Regions from separate parts of the Pan troglodytes genome. Here region 2 is linked to region 1. A link is a contact called in public Hi-C data. All regions are on one chromosome and are shown on one strand. Each heading gives the region's core, a stretch centred on a gene start, on an enhancer-like site or on the middle of the called end of the contact. The rest is flanking DNA. Distances are from core to core; before and after follow the strand shown. Region 1 overlaps ZNF160 (zinc finger protein 160). Region 2 holds the start of ZNF665 (zinc finger protein 665).

What was found. Hi-C and Micro-C count contacts between places; a contact is called where the count stands out from the background.
Region 2: a Hi-C map of induced pluripotent stem cells shows a contact between it and region 1, with 2.4 times the contacts expected there. The contact joins the promoter of ZNF665 here to the enhancer-like site in region 1. A contact is called at or near these places in 2 of 7 Hi-C or Micro-C datasets (both in induced pluripotent stem cells).

Annotation. Positions count from the first base shown.
Region 1 is chr20:55,936,612-55,941,340 of NHGRI_mPanTro3-v2.0_pri, forward strand. All of the region lies in intron 1 of ZNF160 (zinc finger protein 160), which reads right to left. Among named protein-coding and RNA genes, the nearest start is that of ZNF160, 8.3 kb to the right of the region's middle. Within about 2 kb of position 2,015, at least 5 of the 24 cell types and tissues checked have an H3K27ac peak or open chromatin away from gene starts, as enhancers often do. A contact at or near this core is called in induced pluripotent stem cells, where this site is marked.
Region 2 is chr20:56,028,287-56,033,015 of NHGRI_mPanTro3-v2.0_pri, forward strand. It overlaps ZNF665 (zinc finger protein 665), which reads right to left and starts at 2,688. Exons shown (of 5, transcript XM_054672588.2): 1 at 2,608-2,688.

The sequences.
Region 1 (4,729 bases), core at 765-3,264:
CAAGAAAGCAGTTTCAGCATGGACTTCCATGATCCCAAGCAAAGAAATGATTTGATTTTGGATCTTTTCATTAAATTGAGAATAGTAGGGGTGAATCTGATTATAGATGAAAGCCATGAATCCATTTTGTATATGCAGAGTTTAAATGCTTATACATTTTCATTGAAGCAAAATCAACATATTCACAAGAGATTTAAAAAGGATATTTCTGGCCGGGCACGGTGGTTCATGCCTGTAATCCAAGCACTTCACTCTGGGAGGCCGAGGCAGGTGGATCACCTGAGGTCAGGAGTTCAAAATAAGCCTGGCCAACATGGTGAAACGCTGTCTCTACTAAAAATACAAAAATTAGCCAGGCGCGGTGGCAGCGCCTGTTATCCCAGTTACTAGGGAGGCTGAGGCAGGAGAATCACTTGAACCTGGGAGGCAGAGGCTGCAGTGAGCCAAGATCGTGCCACTGCACTCCAGCCTGGGCAACAGAGCAGGACTCCATCTAAAAAAACAAAAAAAAGAAGAAAGGATGGAAAGGGGAGGCTTAACCTTTGCTATCTGCTAGGATTACAGGGTCAAAATCGGCTTCTACATTGTCAACACATAACACCAAGTGAAACTCAAAAATAATGAACTTGCCCTGGTACCTTGGCCTTTGAGACTCGGCACTGAATCCAGCCTGGGCAACATAGTAAGACCCCATCTATACAAAAAAATTGAGAAATTATCCAGGTGCGGTGGTGCATGTCTATAGTCCCAGCTATTCAGGAGGCTGAAGTGAGTGTGAGATTGCAGTGAGCTATGATCGCACCACTCCAGCCTGGGTGACAGAGCCTGTCTCAAAAAACAAAAAACAGAAGAAAAAAGCTTTGAAGGGCACTCAGCCTTCACTGTGGGTGTACTGAATGTTCCTGTCACACATAAGAGACATCATTAACTGCTAAAGGAAAATTTCAGCTAATTGAAAAAATTAGATGCACCAACTTCATTTCAAAGCCATATACATTTAAAATTCCCTTACAATTGTGTAATAGATCAACAATTGAAAGATAAGGAAACAAGGCATTAGTGATGCACATGCTCCAATGAGACCCCGATATCATACAAGGTAACACTCCAAACTATTTTATCTTCCAAAATGCATCTGAAAGCTTCTTGATCTACAACACAAAATACTCCAAAATACCAAGTAACCCAGAAATTTATCTCTGAGATTTTCCCTATAATTCCTCTATTTTAAAAAGTATTCTTTATGTTTAAGGGAATGGTTGGCGACCTAAATTACCAGATACCCTTCCTCCACACACCCTGGTCCAGGGTCCTTGAAACGCCCCTGGACCTAAGCCCAGACTTCTCTTTCTTCCATCCCGGTGCCTGGCAAATAGAAATGGAAACGATGTTCCGATCGTTGTCACTATGAAACTGAACACAGCACAAGTAGAAATTTCACCTTCGTTTCATCCTCTAAACAGACAAATCAGGTCCCGGATTAATTAAACGGTTCTAATTGCCAGTTCCAGGATGAAACCACTGCCCCACAGGGACCATCCGCTGATGCCCCTGCACCCCTCCTGGTACCCTGAGCTAAGATGAGTTGTGATCCTCTTAATGGTAGGATGCCTGTCTCCACCTGCAAACAAAATGAGTTTTTCACTTAAATCGTTTTCAATGTAAGAGTAAAAAAACCTTAGCCTTCAATTAAGTGGCCCAGTACAATTCTGTTCTTTTGCCTTAAATTGTTTGAAATGTTGGATTAACTGAAAATAAGCAGGAAGCGTCCCTGGACTGAAAATAAGCCGGAAGCATCCCTGCTTATTAACTGAAAATAAGCAGGAAGCATCCCCGGCTAATTTCAATGAGCTGAAACTTTATTTTAGCAGTGCAATGCTGTCGATCCAGTCCTAGTGGAGAGAAAGGCTGACAGCAGAAAATGACCTGGGGCCAAGAGGAGTAGAGAGCCCAGACCCGCTCCTTTCCCGGCCCTGCCCGCTTCCCACAGCCCAGACTGCACCATAGCAGCTTCCACCCTCTCATCCCGCCGCCCTCTTCCAGCCCTTTCCCGTTGCCCAGACCCCACCCCAGGGCGACTTTTACCCTTCTCACCCCGCCCCCTCCCCACTGCCCAGGCCCCGCCCCCACGGTAGTTCCACCCTCCCACCCCACCCTCTTCCAGCCCTTTCCCGTTGCCCAGACCCCACCCCAGGGCGACTTTCACCCTTCTCACCCCGCCCCCTCCCCACTGCCCAGGCCCCGCCCACAGCAGTTCCACTCTCCCACACGACCCTCTTGCACCCCTTTCCCATTGCCCAGACCCCACCTCACGGTGGCTTCCACCCTCCCCACCCTGGCCTCTCCCCACTATCCAAGACCCGCCTCTCGCTGGCGACAGCTCCCGCCCAGAATCCGCTTCCAGTTTTCTCACCGGCAGGAGAGCATTCAGGCCTTTCAGGGCACTCCAGCCCTGTCCAACCACACTCGGAATCCACCATCCCACCAGACGTTAAAATCCCCAGGTGCGCTCATGGGATTGGTAGCGAGTCCCAGCGTTTCCGCGGGAAACTCTGAGACCCGGTGGCTCTGCAGCTTTTCTATGATTTGAACCCTCTCCTTGATTTGGAGACTGGATTGCTCTTTTTAATACTCCCAGTTGGTGGCTGGTGTGCTTCCCAGCTGTCTGCAGGCTTGTTCTCATGAGAGATGACTCCAGAGTGTCTAGTCTTTGCTTTGCATAACGGATGAGGAATACAAAATGTCTTAATCTTATGAATATATAAATTGTCTGTTTATGCACAATGTTCAGTCGTTTATTCACTCATCTCCCGTGGAATCCTAAGCACAATTATAAAAGAGTCACATTACATGAGATCATCGTCTAACACAGACAAAGCTTCTGTCTCAATAACAGTAAATAATAATAGCAACATTAAATGAAATATCAGTATTGCTAAAATGGGAGTGTAGTAAAAATTAAATAAGTAAATAATTAAAAGGAAATGCTATATGGTCAGGTGCGGTGACTTAATGCTTGTAATCCCAGCACTTTGGGAGGCCGAGGTGGACAGATCATATGAAGTCAGGAGTTCAAGACCAGCTGACCAACATGGTAAAACCCTGTCTCTACTAAAAATACAAAAAAATGACCCAGGAGTGGTGGCACACGCCTGTAGTCCCAGCTACTCCGGAGCTTGAGGCAGGAGAATTGCTTGAACTCAGGAGACAGAGGTTGCAGTGAGCTGAGATCGCACCACTGGACTCCAGCCTGGGAGACAGAACGAGACTCCGTCTCGAAATAAATAAATAACTGAATGAATGAATGAAATATTAGGCCATTTTTATGGTCTTCACTTTGGGAGACTGATGTATGCAGGGGTGGACTGCATGTTCGTCCTTGGGGTGGTCTTTTTCGTGAGAAGGGAGCTGAGCAGGACCAGCTGAGGGGCAGAGCCAAGGGCCCTTCATGGAGACCACTCTGCTTACCAACCTGTGGAAGGGCAAGCGCAAGTCCACCCAGAAACACATCTGGCTGACTATGGGATCCCTGTCTGAGGCTCAGCAGACCCACGTGGCCAATAAAAGACCCTAAACTCTGCAAAAAGAAGAGTCTGTCTCTGTGCCCAGGCCCCTCCATGGAAAAAAGGTCCTGGGGTCTGAGATTTCTCACTTGGCAATGATGTTGGCTTGAATATTACTCACAGACCCAGATCCTTGGGTCTCGTGTGGGGCAAACTGACTGCAGAACTGCAGGAAGTGAGAGTCTGAACAGAGCAGCAGAAAGGCAGGCAGGAGACTTGAGGGAGGGGAGAAAGGAGAGACACAAGCAGACCAACCCCTCCTCTCCCTCAATCACCCGCCTGGGGAAGCATTAGTTTCCCATCATAGAGAGGACAACGGGGAAAGGGAGACGCGTGTGCATAGGATGAGATGTGTGTTGGGTGGACAGAAAGACTCCTTCCCCTAAATGTGACCCCATTAGCTCACCCCATTCTATTGCACAAATTCCTGAGCAGAGGGGCACCCTGTGGGGATGAACACAGCTCTTCCTGCCTCCAGTTCCTGCGTCTCCCTGCCATGACCAGGGCTGTAACCCTCCAACTCCCTTCCCAGGGCCCCGTGGCCCCTCTGCACTGGAGAAAGGTCCATGTTCCACAGCGGGTTTCAAGGACCTTGCCCCTCAGCTCCCCAGCTGCCTTGTGACTCTGACTCTGTTATCTTGGAATAAACAGGGAGAGGCCACTGGCCTGGCAGCAAGAATGTGGCAGCTTTATCTTCCCAAGGACAGTCCCAGTGGAAACCTTTGGGCCGCAGGTGAGTGTGCTGTGTTTCACTCTGATTCTTGGAGAAATCTTTCCCTTACTCTGGGACCCTGATAATCACTCCCTCTTGATTTGCACCCATAGACGCCCCCACAACAAACCCTCCCTAATGAAAGCCATCTGCGCCTGATTCTTAGGACCCCCTGTTGCCCTTCTGGACCCAGACACACTTACTAACTCCCACACTCCCCATATACTTCATAAAGATCCCACAATCCCCAGATACTTCATAAAGATCCAGAAGCCCTGTTATGAAATCTCACAAGCCCCAGTAACTCATGGAATAATATACACAAACACCCCAGGAACTCACTGACCCAGGGCAACGTATTTCCACTCATAGTGACTCCACCCCACAGGGGAATACCACTAAAACCTACCAATAAAACAGAGATGTCTCTAATGATGCAATTAGACCCCAACAT
Region 2 (4,729 bases), core at 1,438-3,937, 92 kb after region 1:
GTTACCTGAGATCAGGAGTTCAAGACCAGCCTGGCCAACATGGTGAACCCCCTTCTCTACTAACAATACAAAAATTATCTGGGCGTGGTGGTGGACACCTGTAATCCCAGCTACTTGGGAGGCTGAGGCAGGAGAATTGCTTGAGCCCGGGAAGCGGAGGTTGCAGTGAGCCAAGATCGTGCCATTGCACTCCAGCCTGGGTGACAGAGCAAGACTCCGTCTCAAAAACAGACCAACAAACAAAAAACAATTGGGTAAACCAAGGAAAATGTTTCCCTGAGTTCTATGAGCTGCTCGGGCAAATTAATAGCACCTCAGGAAGGGATGAGGAGAATCCCAAATTTATACTCAATGGATCCGAAGCTCCGAATCTGGGACTTGGGGCTGGTATCTGAAGTGGGAACCCTCAACTAGTGGGATCTAATGCTAACTCTGGGTAGATAGTGTCCGAATTGAATTAAATTATTGGACAGTCAGGTAGTGTTTGTTGAAGAACTGCGTGTTGGTGAGGAGAAATCCCCACCCCACACGTTTTGGTGATGAGAGGCGATGCATTCTTTGTTGAGCGTTCATTACTTGATTATGAGAGTGGGAAAAACACTTTGGTTTTTCCTCCTCACTCATACACTTGCCTACACATTACCCCATCCTGGGAAAAGGAAAGAGGATGACCCATAACTGAATGAGTCAAGTCACTGCCCTCTGGTAGAACAGAGATTGCAAATAGAAGCTAACCTCTGATGCCAGGAAGTATAAAATGCACATGTCTTATAGACAAAACTTTTGTGATTCTCACCAGCATCTCCATAACAGAAATAAAATATATACATATAAAATTTGTTAGATTATTAGGGGCTGGGCACAGTGGCTCATGCCTGTAATCCCAGCACTTTGGGAAGCTGAGGTGGGTAGATCACCTGAGGTCAGGAGTTCGAGACCAGCCTGGTCAACATAGTGAAACCCCATCTCTACTAAAAATACAAAAGTTAGCCAGGTATGGTGGTGCATGCCTGTAATCCCAGCTACTCGGGAGGCTGAGGCAGGAGAATCGCTTGAACACAGGAGGCGGAGTTACAGTGAGTCGAGATCGTGCCATTGCACGCCAGTCTGGGAAATAGAGTGAGATTCTGTCTTAAGAAAAAAAAATTTGTTAGATTATGGATACAGAAATCAATATATCATGATGTAATTATCCATATCCAATGAAACCACCATGCATCTGGGCCATAGTCCCCCTCTTTCTTCCTTCCTGTGTGTTTCCCTCCCTCATTCTGTACATCTCTCTCATTCTCTTCTTCTCTCTCCTTGTTTCTTTTCTGTGTTTCAGCCTGGGTCTCTGCTCCTCATTTTGAGCCCCTCTCTTCTCCTGCTGTTTCTCCTTCCCTCTATTCCTTCTCTTCCACTTGTTCTGCTCCATTCTTGCAACTTGTTTCACCTCTTATTCCTCTTTCACCCCAGTCTTTTGGTTGTCCCCAATCTCCATATATTTCTGCCTCTTTCTTCCCTTATCTCTGCTCTCCCTGTTAAATCCCCTCTTCCCTGTTTCACTTCCTTGTCCCCACTCTTTGGCACCCCCAGATCCCAGGTCTCCCCCTGCTGTGGTTCTCCCTCTGCTCTCCTTGTCACGGGCTGCCCCTTCTTGCTGTCCCAGCACCACGCTGCTCTGTCTGTCCTGGCTCCAAATACCCGCTCCTCTCCCTAACTCTCTGTCTGAGGAGCTGCCCCTCTCCCTACCTTGCTGTCCTTCATCTCTCTAGACATCGAGCTTTTCTCTACATTTCTCCAGTTGTTTCTCCATCCCGTTACTTTCTCAGCGACCTCTTTCGCCCTTACTGTCTCTGCAAATCCTGACCCATCCTCTACTTTGCCATGTTTATTGGTTCCCCTCATTCTTTCCTCTGTCTCCGTTTTTCTACTTTTCTCTCAGCCCCTCTCTCTGTCTCCTGATCCCCTTGGCCCACACATTCACAGGGAGGGTTTGGAGTAAGACACCTGGATCCTGGAGGAGCACATTTTCCAGCGGGTGGAGCTGGGCAGGCAAGAACACCGGGTATCACAGGACAAGCCCCGGGCACCTCCCCAGCGCGGGCTCAGGGGAAACGGTGACTGCGAAGGGGAGGCCTAGGGAGCAGCAGGGCCCCGCACGAGGAGGAGAGAGGTGGGGGGCGACAGCGCCTTAGGAGAGGGGTGGGGTATGCAGGATCCCAGAACCAGGCAGAGGCGCGGCCTCCCCGGGACTGGGGCTGCGGCGCTAACGCTCCAGTAACCGACTAGGGCGAGGTTAGGGGACGGTAAAATCCTGCACCCACTTCGCAGATGAGGACTTCACAGGGCGCAGGGTTTTAAGTAAAGGGTTTTAAGCAGGAAACGGCGCAGGAAAGGAGGTGTCTGCATGGTCTGAAGGCCGAAAGACCGCGGGCAGGACCAGCCTGTGTGATTTTAACCCAAAGCGATGCGACCCCCAGAGTCTCGCGGCAACGTCTGAATTTACATGGAATGGAGGGAGCCGTGCGGGGACTTTAAGGGCTATAGGAACCCCCGGACATCGGGTACGGAGGAGCAGGGGACTCCGAAACGCAGGTTTAATCTAGATAGAGGGAAACTCACGCGGCGACTAACAGCCTTCACTCCAAGAGATCTGCTTCCGGGTTTGCAAGAAACTGCCCGCGCAGTAGGCAAAGGGGCGGGTTGCGGTGGGGAAAGGCCGGGCGTTGGGAGGGACTGAGAGCATAGGGTGGGCGGGGCCGGGGCGGGGCCTGAACCCAGGAGGCGGAGGTTGCAATGAGCCGATATCGCGCCATTGCACTCCAGCCTGGGTGACAGAGTGAGACTTCGTCTCTCCTAAAAAAAAAAAAAAACAAAACTTAGGCTATCTAAAAGTTTAACCAATGGCCAGTAATATAAGCAATCATGCATATGTAATGAAGGCTCCATAACAACCCAAAAGGAGAGGATTCAGCGGAGCTTCTGGATAGGTGAACACTGGGAGGCTCCTGCAGCGTGGTGCACCCAGGGAGGGCACCAAGGCTCAACGCCCCTTCTCCCATGCCTCACCTCACTGATCCCTTCCATCTGGCTGTTCTTCTGTCAACTTTGTAATATCCTTTATAATACGTAAATCTATGTAAAGTGTTTCCCTGTATTTTGTGAGCCACTCTAGCAACTTCGTTGAACCTGAGGAGGGGGTCAAGGGACTCCTGGATTTATATCTGATCTGTAAGCACAAGTCACAACCTGTGCTTGTGACTGGCATTGAAATGTGTGCACTATTGTGGGACTGAGCCCTCAACGTGTGGGATCTGATGCCATGTCCCGGCAAAATGGAACGGAATGAGAGAACACGCACCTGGTGTCTGTGGCAGGATTGCTTGCTTGGTGTGTGTGGGAAAACCCAGTACCTCTGGGCTAACGGTAGCATTCTGTGTTGTGAGAGAACAGTAGAAGAAACTGAATCAGTGTTTCCTATATTCTTAAATACGAATATGTGAGGTTTTTTTTTTTTTTTTTTTTTTTTTTGACAAGAGTCTAGCTCTTGTCGCCCAGGCTGGAATGCAATGGCATGATCTCGGCTCACTGCAACCTCCGCCTCCCGGGTTCAAGCGATTCTCCTGCCTCAGCTTCCCGAGTAGCTGGGATTACAGGTGCCTGTCACCACGCCCGGCCAATTTTTGTATTTTTAGTAGAGATGGGGTTTTGCCATGTTGGCCAGGCTGGTCTCGAACTCCTGACCTCGTGATCTGCCCGTCTCGGCCTCCCAAAGTGCTGGGATCTCAGGCGTGAGCCACCGCGCCCGGCGTGAAGGCATTTTTGAGCAAGTTATGTCTCCCTAATTCTGTTTTATTGTACTTTTCCCTAACTAGTTATAATAGCCTCTAAATCTGTGTGGAGTTTTCAGTTTTGTGGACAATACAATAAATAGACAAATAAAAACCCAAACACAAGCTGATCTCTATAGAAGTGTTAGATATTATTTTCAACACACTAAGTGATATTCAGTATCTAGATAAGCTAAAGCACGAATGATGTCTTCTGAGGTGACAAGGTCCACAGTGGCTTTACAGAAACACTGGCCAGAAGTAAAAACTGTGATGATAATGGCAATAGCAATGACTGACTTTTCTGAACACTATGTGCAAGGCATTATTCGGAATACTTTACCTGTATTAACTCAAATGACAACATAATAGCCCATGAGAAAAAGAGCTTTTCCTGTCTTACTAGGAAACAACTGTGTCGGCCGGGCGCTGTGGCTCACGCCTGTAATCCCAGCACTTTGGGAGGCCGAGCTGGGCGGATCACGAGGTCAGGACCGGATCACGAGCCGGGCGGATCACGATGGTCACCAGGAGACCATCCTGGCTAACACGGTGAAACCCCGTCTCTAATGATAATACAAAAAAATTAGCCGGGCGTGGTGGCGGGCGCCTGTAGTACCAGCTACGCTACTCGGGAGGCTGAGGCAGGAGAATGGCGTGAACCCGGGAGGCGGAGCTTGCAGTGAGCCGAGATCGCGCCCCTGCACTCCAGGCTGGGCGAGAGCAAGACTCCGTCTCAAAAAAAAAAAAAAAAAAAAAAAAAAAAAAAGAAACTGTGTCACAGATACGCTAAGAAACTGGCCTAAGGTCCAAGAGCTAGAAATGACAGAGCAAGCCCCGAACCCAGGCATCTAAGAATTACAGTTAGGCTGAGAGCAGTGGCTCACACCTGTAATCCCAGCACTTTGAGAGCC